2 separate regions of the Zea mays genome follow, and region 2 is linked to region 1. The links are chromatin contacts, called in public Hi-C maps. All regions are on one chromosome and are shown on one strand. Each heading gives the region's core, a stretch centred on a gene start, on an enhancer-like site or on the middle of the called end of the contact. The rest is flanking DNA. Distances are from core to core; before and after follow the strand shown. Region 1 holds the start of LOC100281978 (transmembrane 9 superfamily protein member 1). Region 2 holds the start of LOC100191431.

Region 1 (6,608 bases), core at 2,743-5,242:
CTTATCGTTGACCACCATCCCCTTTCCCTTAGGATCCATCTTTTCGAGCGATTAGTCCCTTACGTGAAGAGAACGGCTCTGATACCAATTGAGAGCACCTAGAGGGGGGGTGAATAGGTGATCCTATAAAAAACAACACTAAATAGCCACAAAACTTGGTTAAGTGTTAGTACGGCTAAGTAGCGAGCTCTTGCGAACACACAAGTAATCACAGAAAAGCAATCACAAGAGACACACGAGTTTATCCTGTGGTTCGGCCAAGTATAACACTTGCCTACTTCCACGTTGTGGCGTCCCGACGGATGAGGGTTGCAATCAACCCCTTTCAAGTGATCCAATGATCAACTTGAATACCACGGTGTTCTTCTTTCTTAGACTTTCTCCCGTTTGCGAGGAATCTCCACAACTTAGAGCCTCTCGCCCTTACAATTGATGATCACAAAGAAGCACGGAAGTAAGGTTGGGAAGAGCAACACACACTAGATTTAAATCCACACCGCAAACACGCACACAAGTGAGAAGATGAGCACACAAAACACGCGCGGGGAGTTTACAACTCAAAAAGTGCTCCAATCTCAAGAACGATGAACGATTGCGTGAAAGTGAGGACTAGAAGTCTTGGAATGCTTAGAGTGTGCTTAGGTCACTCCTCCATGCGCCTAGGGGTCCCTTTTATAGCCCCAAGGCAGCTAGGAGCCGTTGGAGGCAATCTTGGAAGGCTAATCTTGCCTTCTGTCGGGTGGCGTATCAGACAGTCTGATGCGCCACCGGACAACCACTGTAGCATGTCCAGTGCGGATCTCCTTCCTATTTTGGCGCAGTCGACCGTTGCAGATTCGCGGCAGTTGACGCACCGGACACTGTCCGGTGCACACCGGACAGTCCGGTGCCCCCTGCCGACCGTTGGAGCGGGCCACGCGTCGCCCGCCGATTTCGCTGCCGTCCATTGCACAGTCAACCGTTGGCTCACCGAATAGTCCGGTGCACCACCGGTTAGTCCGGTGAATTTTAGCCATATGCCGTTGAACTTTTCCCGAGAGCGACGACTTCATCGCGGGCGACTCACCGGACAGTCCGGTGCACCACCGGACAGTCCGGTGAATTATAGTCGTACGCCGCCGTAAAGTCCCTAGAGCGGCCTATTCACCGAGACTGGCCTGGCGCACCGGACATGTCGGGTGCACCACCGGACAGTCCGGTGCACCCAGACCGAGCAGGACACAACCAACTCTTTTCTAATCTATTTTCTCCTGTTTCTAGCACTTAGACACAATACATTAGTACCCAAATCAATGTACTAAGTCTAGAAACGTACCTTGTTACATGATTTGCACTTCTTCAATCTTTGGCACAAATTAACACTTAGAGAATATGTGTTGGCACTTAATCACCAAAACACTTTAGAAATTGCCCAAGGGCACATTTCCCTTTCACCTCCCCTCTTACACTTTTGATAAGATTAACCTATAACTAGCTTCCCTAATTAATTATCCAAGACTAGAGCCATAGTAGTCCTTGTGGTTGTACATTTTCTCGGGTTGTCGCTCTATGTTCCAATTAGACATAGTTATCTTGTACCAACAAATATCATACCACAATAAATAAAACAATATCCACATGAATAAAACAATATCCATCTTCTATGTGAATCATTATCCCATAAACCAAATAGAGCACTATCATGTCTACCCAATAATAAGTAAACCATGTGCAAACAAGGTCAGGGAAAACAAATCTGGTCATCACTTAGGGCCTGTTTGTTTACCCCAATGAATTATATAATCTGGATTATTTTTGGAGGATTATATAATCTGGATTATATAATTTGGATTATATAATCTGAGTAGTCCTGTTTGTTTACCCAGATTATCTGGCGTGTTTCTGTTGGGCGGCGGGCTTCTCCGATCCGATAGGCGCAAAAACGATTCGGTAGATTATAATGGCAATGGTGGGTAATTTCTAGGAAACTTGAAAGAGTAGTGGGGAAGTGGGAAAAAATAATCTGAAATAAGCACCTCCTCACTTGCTTATGGATTATCATAATCCAAGGGGTTAGATTATATAATCTGGGCAAATAAGCTAGACTGTTTGTTTGTCTCTTAGGATTATTTAATCCAGATTATATAATCTGGGCGTAAACAAACAGGCCCTTAATAGGTCCCATGAATTTAACCTAACCGTGTGTAACATTGGTTAGAGCATAAAAGTAAATACTGAATAGGACTAAAGATACGTGACCAAGGACACAACGTGTCTTCTAAAGGAAGCTCCTATTGCCTAGATTCTTCACAGGTTTGGTCTTTAGATCCCTTGAACACTTGATCTAGTAATCACATCATGCTAACAAACAAGCTAAACATAAATAAAAATAATAGTAAACCAAACAGAGAAAACATATGCATAAAACAAATCTATGTGTTGATACGAATCTGTAGGCTCAAGAACCACTATAATCAGAGTTAAACCGAGAAAGTTATGGCAAAAACAAGTTTAGGATCAATTTTATATTTAAAAATTTATTTTCATGGACTTATTTGCAAAAACCAAGGAATTCTACGTAAATACAAGTTAAAACAGAGGGGATCCGATCTAAATATGTTTAACTCGAATGGCGGGTTCTATTCCTTTGAAACTCAGGGTCTACTCCATTAAAACAAGAATGAATGTGATACAACTTGAACTGTGGTGGATTTCTTTGCGAAACCAGAAAAGTTTAGGGGTCCTTTGAAGGTTGGGTGCAGTTGGGGGGATGCGATCGAGGTCATACGATCTTAGACTAGTGGCCCGATTCAAAATAACCGAACCGGTACGCATAAGATTTAATCTCTTAATTGTTCATTCTAGATCTATTAACACGAATTCGTCTCCCTTACCGACGACGGTTTGGGCAGTGCCCGCCGACGAGGACGCATGTAACGCTCTAAAATTCTATTATGGGTAAACTAGAAAAAAAACTTATTTCATGATTTAAATAAATATGTTTTCAAATAATAGATTATCTAAAAGATTATTATGTGAACTATCCTTTGGGTTAAAGATCTATTCTCTAAAAAAGAATTAAGTTAAACTATCACTTAATATAGATTTTACATAAGAAATTATATTCTTTTAAATAAATACGTGAATCATACAATAATTAAGGACCCTATACCTATTAAAAGGATAATGTCTTTATAATAAAACACATAAGCAAATACCCTGATATTATTTGAAATCTGAAATTGACACCGACAAAATGAAGGGAGTAATTGAATCAGCTACTTTTAAAATAAAGTAACGGTAAACTTGTCTTTGTGTATTTTAAAAGCTAAAAATTAGTCCACACATCTAGTTTTTTCTAATTAAACCAATTTTTAAAAACTAGGGTAGAAACGAGTTTCTTGTCCATTTAGTTGGGAAACGAGGCAGAATGGAGCCGCTTTATTTTACGTTTGGTTGAAGAGCGAACAGAATGGTCGAAGAGAAGCGACTCTAAATCGAGAATATTTACATTAGTTCTATGACGAGCTTGCCCCAAAAATTCGTTGGAATCTCACCATTCCACTTGTCCCTTTCTCTTTTAGGGCTTGTTCGTTTTGATGTGTATCCATGTGTATTGGATGGTATCGAGTCGATTTAAATCCATAATAGGTCAAAATACATCTCAATCCTACCCAATCCACTCTAATCCACATGAAACAAAAATAACCGAACAAACCGTTCCGCTGTTCTTAGAGTATGGAATCATCTAGCTCTCGAAATCTGCAATGAAACCGTTCCGCTGTTATTGCTCTCTAACCAAACAAACTTACAAACCTCAGAAATTGTGGTGCTTTCAAACAAGCCACAAGGTTATAACTTTTTTCTTAAATAACACCCAAAGCAGCAATTAACCATTAACAACATTATTTTTAAAAAATCGTGCTGAATGCAGCCAAGCCGCGGAATTTAGAAATCGCGAGTTGCCTGAAGTCAAAAGGAGAAACACGGCCGGCTCCTTCCATAGATCCAAGAGATTTCTCCATTCCCAAGCTGCTTGACCAGACAAACCATAAAAACTATTGAACTTTCAATACATCTCCTCCCGTGTCCGGTTCTTCCTCCCAAAATCTGCCCGAGCTTCTTTGCCCAGCAGATCCCCGGCAGTTGCATCCCCAAGCGCCCCTCCCCAGTCGACGGTTCTCACCCAATTCCGCCGCCCCATCGACGGGTTCGCACCAAATCAGCCGCCCCCGCAGCGGTGCGGGAGCGGCGCCGTTTGGACGCTTTCCCGCTGAAATCTCCCGACAGTGTCTCGTCATTTTGACGCCTGAGCTTTATCCGGGTGGAAAGTTTGGATCTTGGTAAGGATCTTAGGGGCTGGTGGGCTCGAGTCTGCGCAAGGATCTCGCCTTTGCGCGTTACATGTGCAGGCTGTTCTCTGGTGCGGGATCTCTCTAACTTGTCGGTGCTCTTGAACAGGTGCTTGCGGAGATGGCGAGTACGGGGGCGGGTGCTGTTCTTGCTGTGGTAGTTTTGGCTTGTGCACTGGGAGCCAGAGCTGATGGCTCTGATCATAAGTACAAGGAAGGGGATCATGTTCCTCTCTACGCCAACAAGGTCGGGCCTTTCCACAATCCAAGGTACAGCACACTCTTGCAACCCGCAAACTTTCGATACACCGTTCTCCTTACAATGCGAGTTTTAATAAGCTTGCTGTCTACCTTGGTGGTTAAGGTTGTGTCACAATCGGATTACTGATAAAACTCTACTGTTTGAAAGAGAGTAAAACGACCAAAAATCCTAATAGCTAATCCAAAATCACCTACTCAATTGGCAAGTGACTGTATGCATAGGAACTATGAGTAATCATGCGACAGAAATCTGACCAAGAGGAATCTTGCCCAGTGGTCTATTATGGATAAGAAATGACAGTTATAACAGAGATTTTCCCCCAATTGCTCGGCTTTTCAATGCATCAGCTTAAACATTACCGTGTGTTTCATAGGTCATGTTTTACTCAATTATAGGGCTTAACAATAGTTATGAATCGGCGTTAGGAGACTGGTATAGTGATATTCTTCAATTATAGAAACAGGGACACATTACTAAGGGTCTGTTTGGTTGGGCTGTGGCTGTGAAAAAAGCTGCTGTGGGTTGTGAGTTGTGAAAAAAGCTGTTGTGGACTGTGAACTGCTAAAAAACTAAAAACCGTTTGGTGGAAACTACTAAAAGTCGCTAAAAATTCTTCCATATATATTTTTACAGTTCCACCTAAAAGCTGCTAAAAGCAGGTCCAGAGGTGCTTTCAGTTTTGCACTACAAGAAAGTCGGCTTTTAGAAAAAGCTGCTTTCTAGATTCGGCCCTTGGTTTGACTTTTGGCTTTTAGGGGGCAAAAGCCAAAGCCAAAAGTCAAACCAAACACACCCTAAGTGTTTTCAGAGCTACTTATTTAGCTTGGATGTTTGATAATAATCTTGATAACTCCATTCTTCTACCATGCTGAATGTCATGCCATGAGCCATGGCACAAAGAATATTCCCTCAATCTTGCATAACTGAACAAATGAGTTGAGTATAGACTTGGTACTTCCACAATCCATCTGAAACAAATGAGATGAGTACAAACTACATACTTCAACAATAAAAACTCGGCCGGTGAGAGAAAGACCGTCCTCCTGGTATTATATTAAGAAGAGACTGAAACATGTTCCCAGCCGAGAAAATCTCCGAACCTTGGTCCCCCATCATTAGTGGGTCGTCACTGCCCATTTTGCAACGACCCAGCCAGAGGGTGACGCGCAGGACGTAACCCGGGAGCGGGCGGGGCACAATGAGGGGTTATTTTTAACCAAGCCCAAAAATCGCCCCCGAGGGGGATCAAACCCGGGACCTGGAGGTGCTACTCGGAAACCTTAACCATTACACTAGAGGCCCTTTCGCAACATACTTCAACAATCAGGATCAGCATGGCACACAAAGATGACATGTTTGTGGAACCTTCAACAATCAGGTCAGCTGAATAGAAAATCACTGATTCACAAGTTTGTATAAGAACATATTTGACACAGAAGCACAGATCACAAGTACACATTCTCTGCTGACACATAAGCACAGATTCTTTTCTGTACACATTGTACACATAAGCACAGATCACAATTTAAAAGCACTAGTTGTGTGCAAGGGTATATCAAAAAAAAAAACTCGGCCGGGGAGGGAAAGACCGTCCTCCCGGTATTATATTAAGAAGAGACCGAAACAATGGTCCCGGCCGAGAAAATCCCCGAACCCTGGCCCCCCATCACTAACGGGCCGACGTCAACTGTCCACTCTGCAACGGTCCAACCGGAGGGTGGCGCACAGGACATCGTAACCCGAGAGCGGATGGGGCACAGCGAGGGGATTTTTTTAACCAAGCCTGAAAATTCGCTCCCGAGGGGAATCGAACCCAGGACTTGGAGGTGCTACTTGGAAGTCCTTAACCACTAGGCTAGAGGCCCTTTCGCGTGTGCAAGGGTATATCATAAGCACAAATGTTATTCCATAAAAGAACAATGTGAAGCAATTGTATAATCAAATCAGTGCATATGTATTTTTTATTATTCCTGCTGAGTGATGGACATGGTACTAAATTACTAATGTCTCTTCGC
Region 2 (6,608 bases), core at 2,299-4,798, 230 kb before region 1:
AATGAGCATATAGCAATATATCAGCCAATCCAGTATCCAAAACATAATTTGAAATTTAAGATGAATAAAGTTTCATAAGTCAGGAATTATTACTGTACTGACTACATGGAGTTTTAAAATACAAAACAGGAAAAACAAAAGAAAACGAGTAAAGTTTGCTTATTTAGTTCTGAAATTTCAGGAATGACGTAAGATTAGGTCAGAACATAAAAACCTTGATTCAACTTTATGACATATAAACAATATCACGAAATTTTGCTTAAAAAAACTTTTTTGCATTGAATTGGGAATGACATGTTGGGTCCACATTCCATTGAAACAACCTGCATATCATGCCACAGCAGTGAGATGGATAGTTTGGACATCCATGAAGCCTGCAGGTGGACCTGAATGGAATAAACTGCTCATGCATGTAGTTTTGCAAAAGCTGATTCTTAAAACTGTAGTATGACACTTTTAAAATGGCATGCATGGCTGAAAAGAAAAAGGTTCGAATCTAAAAATATGCTGATCATTGCTATCTCTGAACAACCTTTGAAGATGCATTGGCCATGCTGTGCCAGTAATGCACCAGTCAGGCATGGGCCAAAAAGCATCTTCTCATGTAGGTATATAAACTATGTTCCTGTAACGTAAAACTAAAACCACATTTCTTGAGCATAGCACGTTGAATCTTGAGACTAAATGCAAAATTGCAAGATCTGTAGCTAGGCAGATTAGATAACTATTTATCTGTGTCAGTTTTTTTTTTCTTTTTGCAAAGGTATATGTGTTAGTTCTGAAAGGCCAATAAGATCTAAGAGAAGTGTTTGGAACAGACAATCAGCGATTCACCACCACTTCTAATTTTCAACTCATCAGCATTATGTCCATCGTCCTTCCATTCAGAGGGTACAGCAGCATTTCAGTGATGAGTTCTCCTGTTGGCTCCTAGAGGGCGCCAGGAGTTTGGGTCAGCTTGGTCTCCCTAGTTCCATGAGTAATATCGGATCTAATCCTTTTACTCATCTGTAACCTTTTTGTTTTTCCTTTTCTTTTGTTTCTTTTTCTGTTTTGGCTATGGATGTAAGTCCTGTTTCTCTCTCTCTAATATAAAGATGTGCAGCTCCTGCGTGTTCTAGAAAAAAAAACATTATGTCCATGGTGCTACATAGTTCATACTTGAAAAAAAGAGTTCTTCCTTACCTTGCCAGTAGATGCACCATAGCCAGAATAGTCATATCTGCGATCACAGAAGAAGACAGTCAATCACGTCAGCGTGTTCTACATAACATTATAACTTACCTTAAGAGCAGACCGATGAAACCGAAAACACCACATCATCTTAGTGAAACAAAAATGACGCAATTATTCAAAGAATGAAGACACAGTCAACTTTGGCCCACTGATATAGTGACATGCAGTATATCGACAACAGAAAAGGTTAAATTTAACGTTTTTCCTTGACGACCATTCATACCAGTAACGCATATGCAGCCATATAAACTGAATCTTCTATTGATACCACGTTCTACATTTGGAACAAGAAACGGCAGAACTGAAGCACACGTCATAATCCATTCTCGGAACTTTTAAAAGTTCTGCACTCACTGAAAACCGCCGCGGAAAAACTAGAATAACCACATCCATATCCCCAATTCTAGTAACGGAGTGCTTCCGCCGCCCTCCACATGCAAAACGGAACTGATCTATGCAATGCAGCGTCAGTAATTCGCACAAAAATTGTCACTAAAGGTAAGTGTATCTTCTCCAGTAGCCCCGACCAGCCCCCCCCCCCCCCCCAATTCATACCAGTAACGCATACGCAGCCATATAAACTGAATCTTCTTTGATACCACGTTCTACATTCGGAACAAGAAACGGCAGAACTGAAGCACACGTCATAATCCATTCTCGGAACTTTTAAAAGTTCTGCACTCACTGAAAACCGCCGCGGAAAAACTAGAATAACCGCGTCCATATCCCCAATTCTAGTAACGGAGTGCTTTCACCGCCCTACACATGCAAAACGGAACTGATCTATGCAATGCAGCGTCAGTAATTCGCACAAAAATTGTCACTAAAGGTAAGTGATCTTCTCCAGTAGCCCCGACCAGCGCCCCCCCTCCCGCGCGGCTAAAATCCAGCAAATAGAAAACAATGGCATGTCCGGGCAGAGCATCCTATATAGGACAGGTATTACTACTGAAGTACACTTACCTAAACAGATCATGGAACATAGCATTTGATAGATAGAAACTAAGGAACAGCATAATAAATGCACCTAGTACAACAAACACTGGGGCTAGTTTGGCAACTCCATTTTCAAGGAATTCTCATTTTCCCATGGTAAAATGGAAATCCATTGAAAAAATAAGGTTGCTAAACTAGCCCTGAAAGGTAAGAATTGCAAGATCACAGAGATGGGCAGGAAGCATAGTGCACTACTAACCCCATCAGGTTGATCTTGAGATTGACCTTGAGCTGCACAAAGAGGTCGTACAGCTGGCCGAGGTCGGCAGCGTTGCCGTGCGAGTAGAGCAGGGTGAGGCGCGCGCAGGGGTTCCGGAAGTAGAAGGCCACCACCTTGTTCCCCCTGCTGGTGTCGACGAGCAGGACGTCCATGGCGTTGTCCCGCGGCACGCCGGAGGCGACGAGGCGGCCCGTGGCCTCGTCCTTCCGGACGGCGTACGTCGCCGGCTCCGGCGGGAAGAAGGCGAACCGCGCCGCGAGACTGGACACCGAGCACCCCGACGGCATCGGAGGCAGCGCTCACTCATCGACAGGCGGCAATGCGGGCTGCTCGGAAGAGGACGCCCTCTCCTATCCTCTCCCCTCCCCTCCGCCCTGCGGCTGCTGCTTTCTTGGCTCAGATGGATGGAGCTAGGTTCCCAACGATCAAATAGATAGGTGGCAGAGGCGTTTTGGGATTTTGTGCAGTCACAACGGATTTGCGGCACCTTCACTTGGTTGTTTCCAGGGATCGAATCGGCTCCAAGGACCAAACTTTGGGTGAAAATCTCTCGGGGAGTAGAGCACAAAAAGGTCAGGTTCTTGAATCCTGCTGCCTGGCTGGATCTCTGCAACGGGCTCTCGCAAGAAACGGACAAACCTTTCCCCCTCCTCCTCCTCCTGCTCCTTGCGAGAAAGAAATCCGCCCTAATAATAAAAAAACAAAGAAACCAGCTCACTCCACCGGGCAGCTGATCGGCGCCATCTCTGAAATCTCAACAGGGAGAAGGCGATCGAGGAACATAAAAAAGGAATGGATTTATGATGTACCAGTCGTACAGGGGGAGGGGTTTGGGAGGGTTTAGTGCAGCAGTTACCAGTGTGGAAAAAAGACGAGCAAGCGACGAGGAGAGCGGAGCAGTAGCAGGACCAGGAGGAGCAACCGCTGCACAGCACAGCACAGCACAGCACTAGCCGACTAGCGAGCGCTCGCCCTGCTCTGCTCAGCAGCCTTCAGCCACGCACGCTGCTCGCTGCCATTTATTACTCACTGACAGACAGACACACGCTCAGAGACAGAGAAAGGGAGAGGAGAGAGGTTTTGGGAGGAGGAAGAGACGCTGTGCTGCTGTTGTGTGCGTGCGTGCGGGTGCGGCAGCAGGGGTATGTGGGGAGGGGAGATGAAGATGGAACAGGGCAGCGGAAAGTGCAGGGGATCCCCACGCCTTTGCAAAAAAGGAACGGGAGAGGCTTTGCAGCGTGGCGGTGTTCAGCCGCCGCTACGGTGCCGCGTGTGCCTCCGCCGATCCAGAAACTGAGCACCGTCTGATCGTCTTATCAGACGGCCCGGATGAGGCCAAAAGTTTTGCAGAATGAAGTGTTTGTTGGGTGTGTGATGTCACGTTCTTGGAATTTTTTGTGATGAACCGTGTGTTGGTTTCGTAGATATTTGTTGCGGGACGTTTATACAGAACAAATCTGATGAAAAGGTTGTAATAACTGTTGTTTTTTCAAGTTCAGTTTGTTAGGAGCATCTCCAACAATACTTCAAACTAATGTCTTAAATTGAAATATATGACTTTCCATTAGAAAAATTACTCCAACAGTGTCTTATTTTGTAAAATTTTATCAAAAACATATAGGGCACTATATTAAATGCATCAGATATACTAAAATCTAGTGGACTATTATATAATCTAGAATTAAGACTTTACTGTTGAAGCAGAAAATTTTATCGATGCACTAAACCATATAAAATATACTTATTTTTGAATTATAGAGTATTTTTATATGACACGTTGTTGTAGCCGTTCAATTCTCCAGCCAAATTTTGGTGGTGTTTCGTCGAGAAGTGCTAGCCGCTAGCGTGTGTTTCTGAGTTGATGGTTGCCAGTTTCCTATGACGATAGCAGATTTATTTATATTACTAAAGGCTCTTTTTAATTGTGATGGAACTTTTAAAAAATAGTTGTGCTGACTAGTTATAGATATTATAAAAGCTAAAAGATATTTGTTAGACAGTTATGGCTTTTTAGAGAGAAAAAAATACTGTCAGTTTCTCTTAGAGATAGACGACCCTATCTGCCAATCTCGTCATCTTCTTCTACTACGTGAGTGCCCTTGTGTTGCGACGGTATACAGATTATTCTATAAATGTTAGTGCACAACAATTACATGAAAACAAACAACATATATATATCAACACCAATATCTAACATATGAGGAGTGGACATGTCAGTCAGTAATAGCAAGTGATTGTTCCCCAGAAGCCGTGAAAGGTGAGATTAGGAAGATGGGATATTGGGGAACTAATCTTCTATTTCTTAATTGCCAAATGTTCGAATACAAGAGATAAATAGGCATTATGCCTTCTAACAAACATAGATGGAAAATCTCCTTAAATTGAGACAGTGGTTTCTGGCTGCGCTGCGGTGACTCGGTTTCCATCGATGATTTGTTGCAACTCAATGTTCAGCACCTTGAGACAGTGGTTTCTGGCTGCGGTGACTCAGTCTCCATCGATGATTTGTTGCAACTCAATGTTCAGCACCAGATTAAATTGACTTTCGCTAACATCGTTCCTATAAATTAGACACAAATCAGCTTGATGCTATAACAAAACAGAGAAAATAGAAGTGGCCAAATCAAAAGAAGAGAGAGTATAACCATTCAGTTTAGAATCACATGAAATTATCTCATACAAGGGAATCCTCGTCAAGGTTTTGCTCTTTCTCACACAACATTGAATTATCTCAAACTCATAGCAGGGTACTTTATTCACCTCATAACCATTAGCGTACTTTTTTGGTTCTCGCAACAAATCTTGACTTCATTATCTATTAAAAACAGAGAGATGTACGTAGCCACCAAGTCATGCGACCCTAAACCCAGATCGAAGCTACTCTACTCGTTACTGGAAATCCATAAGCTACCAACAATGTATTTGTCTCGGGATGAGGCAAAAATGCCATGCCACATCGGGGTCATATACAGATAAGATGTAGTTAGTGTTCATCCAAAAAATAAACTGCATGGTGAAATGACTCCATCATACTAAAGAGGCAAGCCACACTGGCTCCAAGGTGGTAGAGATTCCAAAACACTTTTCCATTTCATAAAGTTATAAGCATATATAATAGTGTGTACAAATGCATGCAACTGATACTACAAGCACCAAGTTAATGACCAGGCTGGCAATTGTAATGTTAAGGGATAAACAAAATGTGAACTAAGCAGACAATGACACATAAACATGTGTCAACATAAGTTGAAACCGCACTCTGAACCTTCCAGATTTATGATTCCTCACCAAGTCAAAAAAAATACAATGAACAAATGAATTCACTAAATACTTTGGAAGTGGAAATGCAGATTGGCTGAGTAACTACCTCTCTTCCAATGATAGCAATGGAAGGGATTGTTAGAAGCCATGGCCCATCATTGAGCAGTGATGATTCCAAAGGTTTGGTGCATAGCAAAACTAATGTTGTCGCTACCATAAGCTGCAGCAAAGAATTAGAGCGATTAAGTTAAATCCTGATAGTGGCTCATCCGAGAACTGATAGTCTTAGTTTAGTTGTAAACAAGCCAGAAAATGGTGGGCAGCAGAGAGAAAGAAACCTTGTCGGCCACAGGATCAAGAAATGCACCAAAAGGTGTTCCTAGCTGCATCTTTATATAAACCAGATCATCATGAAACATAAAATGAGTTTAAAACACACTGGAACACAACCCAGTCTAGCATATAATTCAGAAAAATATTTTTTGGCATACCTTTCTAGCAATATAACCATCTAGCCAATCAGTGACTGCGACAACAAGGAAGAAGCCTGTTGTGGCCATAGCTGCCCATGGACCCTCCATGTAGAAAGTTGTTGGTAGTAGAAATGATAACAACATGTAAAAATAAGAGAAACAAACCAAAAATGCATCGTCAGTCCAATAAACATTATTAGATTGAACATAAGCATCAAACCAAAAAACTTGTAAGCAGGTATAAATATCAGCGCCCAGTAGAAACCAAAAGAAGTATATTGTGCCTGAAGCAATAGTGCATGGTTCTTAATCCTGCTACATAGGAGCAGAAGAAAAGACAAAGTTGTCCAAGAAGGTTCGTGGTCAAGTCCAACTGCATGAAAATTAAGTTGTTGGGCCTTTTGAGAAAAACAAACAATTCA

What was found. Hi-C and Micro-C count contacts between places; a contact is called where the count stands out from the background.
Region 2: a Hi-C map of leaf shows a contact between it and region 1, with 5 times the contacts expected there. The contact joins the promoter of LOC100191431 here to the promoter of LOC100281978 in region 1. A contact is called at or near these places in 2 of 25 Hi-C or Micro-C datasets (ear and leaf).

What each region holds. Positions count from the first base shown.
Region 1 is chr10:78,185,337-78,191,944 of Zm-B73-REFERENCE-NAM-5.0, reverse strand. It overlaps LOC100281978 (transmembrane 9 superfamily protein member 1), which reads left to right and starts at 3,992. Exons shown (of 8, transcript NM_001154895.1): 1 at 3,992-4,322; 2 at 4,441-4,601. The coding sequence starts at 4,453.
Region 2 is chr10:78,415,210-78,421,817 of Zm-B73-REFERENCE-NAM-5.0, reverse strand. It overlaps LOC100191431, which reads right to left and starts at 3,548. Exons shown (of 6, transcript NM_001136864.1): 1 at 3,309-3,548; 2 at 2,432-3,138; 3 at 1,186-1,222. The coding sequence starts at 2,739. It overlaps LOC103641256 (a long non-coding RNA gene), which reads right to left and starts at 6,250. Exons shown (of 3, transcript XR_560200.3): 1 at 6,205-6,250; 2 at 6,052-6,102; 3 at 5,844-5,933.